2 separate regions of the Sus scrofa genome follow, and region 1 is linked to region 2. The links are chromatin contacts, called in public Hi-C maps. All regions are on one chromosome and are shown on one strand. The core of a region is the stretch at or near the end of the contact, and the rest is flanking DNA. Distances in the headings are between cores, read along the strand shown.

Evidence for each region. A called contact is a pair of places that touch in the nucleus more often than the background predicts.
Region 1: a Hi-C map of heart right ventricle shows a contact between it and region 2, with 2.7 times the contacts expected there. The contact joins two enhancer-like sites. A contact is called at or near these places in 3 of 47 Hi-C or Micro-C datasets (embryonic fibroblasts, fetal heart ventricle and heart right ventricle).

The regions. Positions count from the first base shown.
Region 1 is chr2:145,635,662-145,640,415 of Sscrofa11.1, reverse strand. No RefSeq gene overlaps it. Among named protein-coding and RNA genes, the nearest start is that of YIPF5, 30 kb to the left of the region's middle. Within about 2 kb of position 2,600, at least 18 of the 83 cell types and tissues checked have an H3K27ac peak or open chromatin away from gene starts, as enhancers often do.
Region 2 is chr2:145,338,906-145,343,640 of Sscrofa11.1, reverse strand. No RefSeq gene overlaps it. Among named protein-coding and RNA genes, the nearest start is that of YIPF5, 330 kb to the left of the region's middle. Within about 2 kb of position 2,405, at least 2 of the 83 cell types and tissues checked have an H3K27ac peak or open chromatin away from gene starts, as enhancers often do.

The sequences.
Region 1 (4,754 bases), core at 1,351-3,850, 300 kb before region 2:
AGAAGCATAATCACTGTGTATTGGGCTTCAAAGATGCATTTACCAATGCTTTGCATAGTGAAATCAGCAACTGAATTGTACTTGTTACATGCCTAGAATGTACTGCTCAAGCACCTCACCAGATGTGTCACATGCACATCTCATCACAACAATCCAATGAGGTAGGTGTTGCTATTATTGCTGTTTTAGTCTATTTTAAAAATTCAAGGTATTTGCCCAATTGTTATACAGCTAATAGTGAGTATAGCTGTGATTTGATCAAGAGGGTAGTTTTGAAAACATAGTGACATTTGAAAAGGATCCATGCTGCCTTATCATTTATTTTCAATCTTAGGGGCAAATTAGAAAAAAAATAAATCATATATGTAGCATTGAACTGACAACTGAATAAAAGTTTTGCTGCTTCTCCCATAGGGCTTTTATCAAATCAATCAGAAGCTGAGCTCTCTCTCCGAGGTTTAGATGCGTGACTTTTGGTTTCGTTCTGAAATTGAGCTAGAGATGTATGCCTCTAGTTCTAAAGTGTAGATTACATAAGAACATGAAGCTCTGTCCCTACTGGGGGTCACTCACTTTGTTTGGCAGACTCCTCTGGGCATGGTGGTTAGGTGGTACATGCAGTTTTGCATAGGTTCCCTCACGTGCAGGGCAGGCAAAAGCGGCAGCTGCTTGGGAAAGGGCAGAAAACCATGATCTACCTCTGGCTCTGCTCCTAACTCATGATAGAACTTTGAGTAAAGTTTTATCCTGCCTATAAAATGCAGATAAAAACGGCTTCTCTTCTCAGTTCTCTGGAGGATCAAAAGAGATCGTTTATATGAAATGGCTCTACAGAGTTCGAAAACCTACACACAGGGCACTGTTTTTCAGGTAACAAACCCAGCCATGTGCCCAGGAGCTGGTTTTCCTGTGGAGGGGGGGCAAACCAGAGCAGAGACCCAGCTGGCCTCGCTCACACGCTCACACCAAGACAGAGAGCAGGAGAGTTCACCTCTGTCCAAAAGCCCCACTCAGACTCTCCACATTTGAAAACGTTGTCTGAAGAAAACATATTGGCTAAGAGCTCAGGCTTTGTTTTTTTTGTTTTTGTTTTTTGTTTGTTTTTCCACTTCTTTTTTTTATTCAAGTATAGTTGACTGGCAGTGTTGTGTCAATTTCTGCGGCACAGCATAGTGACCCAGTCACACCTGTATATACATTCTTTTTCTCATGCTCTTTTCCATCATGTTCTATCCCAAGAGGCTGGATATAGTTCCCTGTGCTGTACAGCAGGACCTCATTGCTTATCCATTCTAAATGTAATAGCGTGCATCTACTAACCCCCAAACTCCCTGTCCATCCCACTCCCTCCCCGCTCTCCCTTGTAATCAGACCAATTAGAGCTTGAAAGCCAGCTTCTCCACTAGAATCTTGTGGAAAGGTCTTCTCTTGGTCTCCTCTTTCTCATCTGCAGAACAGGGATAATGACGGCAACTGTTCATGAGGCTCTGTGGGTTTATTGTGCAAAAGAATGCTGAGGACTTACTCTGTGCCTTGTACACAGAAAGCAGGAGTAGGTAGTAGGTCATCTGTTTTGTGGACAGCAGTAGTCCCAGCAACAGGAATGCAGAAATACAAAGAGGGGACGTGGGCAGTTTTTTTTCTTACAAAGGTGAAGGTAATTACTTGGACCTAATTTGCTTGTATTGTGCCTAAACAGTGGTCTTGCACATACAATTTTGATTTGTTTTATCTAAGTGAAGGATTATTACCTCAAAGAAAAAAAGTAAAGCAGTCTCTCTTATGCAGACGATCCCCTTTTGTGCCAGATCTGCATTCCTTTCATTTCCATAAAGTTCGCTATTATCTGGATGAGGGGGGGGTCCATGCCAGTTAAATAATAATGAATCTTGACTGTGGTTTTCATTCTGTGGGACTGACTCATAGAGTCGCAGAATGTTTGAACCTCATTTTAAAAATGCATGCAGTGTTTGCATACTATTTAACATTTCCTTAATGAGACTTATCCAGTTTGGCTCAAAACAAATGGCTGGTTACTCAACTTGATATACACTCTTCTGAAAACAAGTTTGATGAGATGCACTATTGGAATTTTCTTTGTTTTGTGGAGGTTTATACAACTGAAGAATAACATGACTCATTGAAAGTCCTAAAGCATACTTTGAAGGAATGTCAACAACCCATATTTATTGTAATAGCATTGGGCAATAGCTCATTTCCACTTTGCTTCAGAAGAGCTATAAATAGTTCTAATTTGTTTTCTTTGTACACTTACTGGGTTAATTACAGTAGAACAAGCCAAGTGATATTACTGTAGCAGTTGGCTAAACTTGACACAAACACGATAATTAAAGTGGTTGCTTTTTAATTTCTCCCATTTTCAGTATCTTAATAAGCTGAATCTGCAGCGTTATAAGCCTTAAAGAATTTGATTTGAGAACCACTAGGCTTTTCTGTCAATGTGTTTTCTTTGTTGATAGTAGATTTCAGTGTGTTGTTGGGAGTTTCCTTCAGAAAGGAAACACCTGGGCCCTGCTTCCATGCGATATCTGCTTAGCAAAAAGAAGTGTATTGTTTACATCATTCTTGCATTACCATGGGATAGTCACGTGTTTCCATTTACCTACCCAAACTGACGCTGGTGACACGGATACACACACGTCTACACATCTTCCAAGAAGCTGTTCGGCGCCTCAGCATTACCTAAGGCAGAGACTGCTCAGCTGCTCCCCCGTTCCGTCTCTCTCTCGTTGCTGCAAGTCTGATTACATCTGGACAGGCAGTGTTTTTGCTAATGTGTAAGAAGAGGACCTCTGGAAAGCAAGGCAGTGAAAAGTGGTCACTGACAAAGGTCTGGTCCTTTCATCCTAAAAGGGTTGCCTGAGTCACTCTTGGTCCTCCCCTTAGGTTCCTGCGTGTTTGCCAATCAGCTTTTCCCACTGCTCAGGGGTCACTGATCTGCACAGCAGCCTTTGGCTTCCCCTCCCACCGATCCCAGCAAAGCTGTTATAAATGCACTGTACTTCCTTTTTGATTTTCCCTCAGTGGCTGTGTTGCTTGGGGAGAATTTGAAGCACAGGTTTAAACAGCCTCTTAACAAGGTGGAGACAAAGCAACAAATAGAAGGAGAAAAGTACACTCCAATGAGCGAGAATGAGAGCAAACTTCAGCTCAAACTTTCTAACTGAAGTACCTAGATTTTTGTTGCTTTTGATAATTTTAAAACAAAGAACAGTTGAGAGATGGGAACTTTTTTTTTTTTTTTTCCTGTGTGTATCTTAGAAAGATTTTTCCACTTCATATCTGACTCGGAATGCCTCTCTGTATGTCTGCATTTAAAATGTCAAGTAACTTCCCTGGGCTTTTAGGAAAGAAGGATTCAGCTAGCAGTTGGAGGAGCTTAACACCTGCAAGTTTCTCCAGGGTCCCCAACACCTTTTACAATGAGGACCATTCCTCAGAACACACTTTTGGGTCCTTAATTTTCTGTCCTGACATCCTGCCCTCCAGGGCACTGTATGTGCTCTTGCAGATTCACCTCTCGCCTCTGTGTTACAGATATCGGGATCTTTCATCTCGGGCACGCATCTCTCACCCGTGTTTACATCCTTCTCATCAGCTGCCTCCGGACCTTTCTTTAAGATGTCCCGTTGTCGACTCAAACTCAATGTGTGCGCAGTGAAAGGGGCTCATCTTCTCCCCACCCCTGACCGGCTGTCTGTCCACAGCCCACAGTTCCTTTTCTCTCTCTCTCTCTCAGCCATTGCAGAGGCGGGCAAGCCAGCAGTCATTTCCTCTCCGCTCTCTCCAGCATCTTACATCTATGTGCTAGATACACGTTCTGCATTCTTTCACGCCCTCCTGCGCCCTCGTTCTCCACGATACTGTCACCAGTCGTCCAGGTCTACAATAGCATGTACTCAGCCAGTGTTCATGAGTCACCCGTGTCTTGCCAGGCACTGTAATAGGCACACTGAGGACTTGCTGTTGGGAAAAAAATTGCCATGATAATAAAGCCTGGTGATGATCCCCAATTATTCCAACAGTCTCCTAAGTGTCACCTTGGAGGCCAGTGTCTCTTCCTCTCCAGTCCACTTGTCCCCAAATAAACCTTCCCAAATACAAGTTCAATAATATTTTTCCAAATATCTTGGATTTAATTATCAGTAAGTCTGTTAAATATACATCATGACCTAAAACCTTTAGGATTCTTCATGTAGAGCATCATACGCTACCCCGCTGCCTTTTGAATCAGGGCTGCTTGTCCTTTAGCCACATGGAAGAGCGTCTCACCTTTATCCAGCCTCACTTCCTGCAGACACTACAGCCGGCTGACCTCCTTGGGGATGACAGACCGGAGCCTAGAGTGTCGTATTGCCAGAAGCAAGGCTCTCCAGGGAAGACTGGAGTCCCTGGGGTCATGAAGCCCGTGGGTTAAGTGCCCAGTTGAACGGGTTAGCTCCAGGGAGTGCCACAGCCACTGCCAATGCTCCTCAAGCCAGCTGTGTTTCTGAAAAGGTGTGCGGGAGATGCCCGGGTAGATCCGCGCAGGTCCGCCACACTCTGGTCGTAGGACATCAGGGAAGACCTCCCTGATGAGGTGACACCCATCTTCTTTAAAGATGTCCTGTTATTGCTATTACAGAAGCAATACGCAGCATAAATCAATTCAAACACTCCGAAAGTATTCAAGGCAGGAGTGGGAAGTCCCTCACGTGACCTCCATCCCAGCAGAGCCAGGTGTGAGCAGAGCG
Region 2 (4,735 bases), core at 1,156-3,655:
GTGATGTTAAGTTCATTTTCCAGTTGTGTTACAGGTACTTAGAAATATGATTTTTATGTGTTAACTTCATTGTCTGCAACCTTATCATACTAGAAATTTGTGTATTAATGACATGAGAAACAACTTTGGATATGAAAAATCTTGCTTTGGGGTTCAGGTGAGAAAGTATACTTGGTAGGCAAAATAGCATGCCCTTCCTCAGCGAAGTCCGTTTCCTAATCCTTAAAACCTGTGACCATGTTGGGTTACAAGGAACAGGAGGATTAAGGTTGCTGGTGGAGTTAAGATTATTAATCCACTGACTTTTTAGAGAGGGGGCTAATGTAATAAAGAATCCTTAAAAGTGGATGAGGATAGATAAAAGAATACATAATTACAAAAGAAAGATTGTAGAGATAAAATGTTGTTGGCTTTAAAGATGGAGCATAGAGCTATGATCTAAGAAATGCATGAAGCATCTAGAAAATGGCAGGGAAATGGACTCTCCCCTAGACCCTCTAGGGAAAAAAAAAATGTAGTCCTGCCAATACCTTCCTTGGTTTTGGCTCAGTAAGGCCTCTGTTGAACTTCTAACCTCCAGAGCTGTAAGAGGATAAATTGTGTTGCCTTATAAGTTTGTGATAATTTGTTACATCAGCCACAGACAACTAATACAGTATAGTTCAGAGTCACCCTCTGTTCATGGAACCTGCCCCATGCTGGCATGCTGCAATTTGCCAGCTTTGAGAACAATAGCAGACAGTAACAACCTTCACATTTTTGCCACCATCTGTACTGCAAAGCTGAGTGATCTTCAGGAAGGTCTGAAAGCAGATCACAGACATTGGCAAAATGGAAGCTAGATCTAGAGAAGAAAACTTGCTAGATGCCACGTGGTATTGGCCATAGGCAGAGGAATTTGCAGGAACAGGTGAAGCATCCCTTGAAAGGCTATCTTTTAATAAAGATAAATTCTATTTTGAGAAAGTAAGAGTCTGAAAAGTATCATAGGTTTTATGTATATAACCCTATCTGTAGCCTTGTGTAGGGGAGACCAAAGGACCTGGGTTGTGTGACTAATCATAGCTAATTACACTACTATTTGCTAAATTTTTAAACACAAGGGAAGTCTTTTTAAATATAATTAGAGAAGAATTGAAAGTTGTCCCTGTGATGAGCTCCTTCTTGCATCTGTGTATTCCAGTGTCTTGAGCAGGGAAAAGTGCGTAGAATGTGAAAGGTTGCACTTGGAGTGACCCTCGGCCCAGAGACTGAACTCTCTCTGCACGTAATTCTGTGTGAGCTCCCACTGCGGATGATTCATTGACAGGTGTGGTGATTGGGATTATTGCCATAGGTCGGTGTGATTTCGGTAGGCTTACTGCCATTTCCTTTTTGGCCCATCACTATATATTTTAGAAAAGAATGAGGCCAGGAGAGAGGAGGAAGATACAGTGTATTTTTGTCTTCTGTGCGTGGCAGCGAAAATGATGCCGTCTATGAAGTTTCAGTTAATAATAAAACAGGAGCTACAAAGAGCAAATCAGAATCAGTGAATCTGAAATAATGTTACTCATAGTAACACATAAAAATGTGTCAGTACCATGTGCCAAATAATATATATATATGTATGTGTGTATGATTTATTTTTAATAAATAAATATACATATATACTTATTTTTCCTTACATAATGCTATTTGGAAATAACAAACAGATACTTTTATGACTCTCACCCTTATAAAATACTTTTATTTGCTTTCTCCCACAGAAATTCATATGCTATTTAACTTTTCGCCAGTAAGAGAAATATAGATGTGCTCATATGAGTGACAAGGTCTTCTTTCATATGAGTTTCCGAGTTAAAAAAACAAGGTTGGAAATGGCTGATGTACAGAGGCCCCAACAATTTCCATTTCCAATTTAGTCAAAACTTATCGACTGCGTCCACTGCACCAGGCACTGTGCTGGGTGCCAAAGACACAGAAATGATTTAAACATAGTTCCTTTCCTCAAGAAGCATCCATGCTGTGATAAAGGAAGTAAGTGCGTGCCTCAGACCAAAATGCAAGACTGGGAGGGCACCACAGAGGGAGTGATTTATTTTTGCCTGGAGAGAAATAAAACCTTCATATAAGGGGTGCCCTTTGAAAGGGCCTTGAAAGAAAAGAAGAAGGTCAAAAAGTGCGCTTTTTAAACAAAGACATGGCATAAAAACTCTAAAAGAAGGTTCAGTTTGTGTTCTTTAAGAAGGTTCAGTTGTATAACTGGAACTGAGCATTCTTCTAGTGGAGGGTGTGGCTGGGGGACCAGATAGGAAGTTGGAAGAGCTAAGATTCATCTGGCCTCACCAACCATGTCATCCCAGGCCAAGCATTCTCCATCTTTGGAGCAAGAGAAAGCAGCAGACCTGTTCAGTGTTCAGAGGCTGTCAGCAACACCTCTTTCAAAGTCTGTGTGTTCAGAGGCTGTCACCAACACCTCTTTCAAAGTCTGTCCAGCACTTGCGTTTCCTTAAAAAAAAAGATAGCAGGGCCTTCCTGCCACTTCCCACCTCAGAGATAGTTTCATGCAAGGTACCTAAGACTTAGTTTCTCAGTATGTGCATGTAGTTAAGTCTTTCTTCTTCTTTTTTTTTAATTTTTAGGGCTGCACCCGTGGCATATGGAAGTTCCCAGACAAGGGGCTGAGTTAGAGCCGCAGCTGAGACTTAGACCACAGCCACAGCAACTGGGGATCTGAGCCATGTCTGTGACCTACACCACAGCTCATGGCAATGCTGGGTCCTGAGCAAGGCCAGTTATTGAACCCACATCCTCATGGATACTAGTAGGGTTCTTAACCCACTGAGCCATGATAGGAACACCCAGTTTGTCCATTTGTTTGCTTTTATGTATAGTTGATTCATAATGTTGTGCCAATTTCTGCTGTACAGCATAGTGACCCAGTCATTCATATATATGTACATATATATATATATTCTTTTTTTCTCATACTATCTTCCATCATGTTCTATCCCAAGAGATTGGATATAGTTCCCTGTGCTGTACAGCAGGACCTCATTGCTTATCCATTCTAAAAACAAAAGTTTACGTCTACTTAAACTCCCAGTCCATCCCATTCCCTCTTCCCATGGCCTTGGCAACCACAAGTCTGTTCTTTATGTCTGTGAGTCTTTTTCTATATATATATTTCTATATATATAAAGCCTTCATCTCTTTATCTGAAAACCCAGGGAACTCATACTTCCATCGAGTGTTTTTATGAGATTGCAAGAGAGAAATACATGTGAAGCCCATGCACATTCTCTGACCCCGAGGAGTGGTAGCATGGTGTACGCTGACTGATGATGATGGTGATGGGGAAGAATGGGCTGGTCTCTGGGCTGCCTTGGGAACACTCCAAACATCCCCCCCACCCCCCCGCGAGGTGGGTAAGAACACCATGATCCAGGCAAGCCTGGCTGTGGCCCAGGGTGACTTCCTGCCCATCTGCGCTTCCCCTGCCACTGTTCCTGTGGCTCAGGTGGCTCAGGCAGCTGCTCCACCTGCTGCCTCTGGTGCCCTGACAGCTGTGGTGAGCCAGGCAATGGTCTATTAAACCAAACCTCAACTGGAAATGATCAGCCTTAAATAATCCCAGCAACAAGTCCCCTCCTCCCGTTCTCTCCCTGCCCTGTCTGCTCCCATCCTTTCATTCACCTGCTCTCATTTTCTCCTCACTCCTCTTGACCCTTCACTGCCCCTTCCTCACCCCCTCACTATTCTTGTCCTGATTCTCCCTTGCATGCTCAGTCCTCCTCCAGGGCTGCTTTTGTCCGCATGGTGTGGTAGGAGTCCCAGACATGAGGTCAGGAGGCTCAGAGACTGGTCGTGCTTCTGAGACAGCGGGAAGCCGCTTCACCCTCCTGGGATGTGGTTTCCTCATCTGCAAAAATTATAGAGTTGGGCCAGAATGATCTCCAAGTGTTCTTTCCGCTGTAAACTCCCATTCTGTTACTTTTTATTCTGTTTGCCTTTGTGCCTGCATTTCCTGTTTCATCTGACTCATCTCTCCACCTGCCTCATTCATCTGCACTCCCATGTCTTTGGTCCAAGCCACCATCACCTCCTTACAAGGTCCACTGAAGTAGCCTCCTGCTGGTAGAGCTTCCCTGCTCCTGTTCTTATCCCTGCCCAACACACGTTACCCATACGGAAGCCAAAGTTGCCTTTACAAATGTGGATGCGATTGTTCCCTCCTCAACTGAAATCCTTCCAAATTCCTTTACTTCATTGCCTAGCCCAATACCCCGTGTATTCTCTTCAGAGTAGTTAGTATTGCCTGAAATGACCTTTATTTACTCATCTATTGCTCTGTGTTTGTACTTGTTTATTGTTTATCTTCCCCACTGGAATGTGGCCTCCATGAGAGAGGGAATTTGTCAGTTTTGCTTATTCCGTATTCTCACTGCATGTAGTTTCTTTCAATAAATACTGAATAAAGAACCTCTCTCTTCCATGGGTTCCATTTCCCCTCTTCTTGAGATGATCTCTTACCTACACAGATTTTTGCTGAGAAATCTCTCTGTCAGTGAGAAATTCTGCACACCCTTCTGCATCAGCTCTGGGATCCTTTCCCTCAGTCGTTTTTCTCAGCCACCCAGGCCATGTTCTCACGGGCTATGGTAGCAAACAATGGCGACTTGGAAACTTGTTTCACTTTCATTGTGAGCTGTGCTGGTGAGTAATTTAGGATTAAAAGTACAGAACAACACTT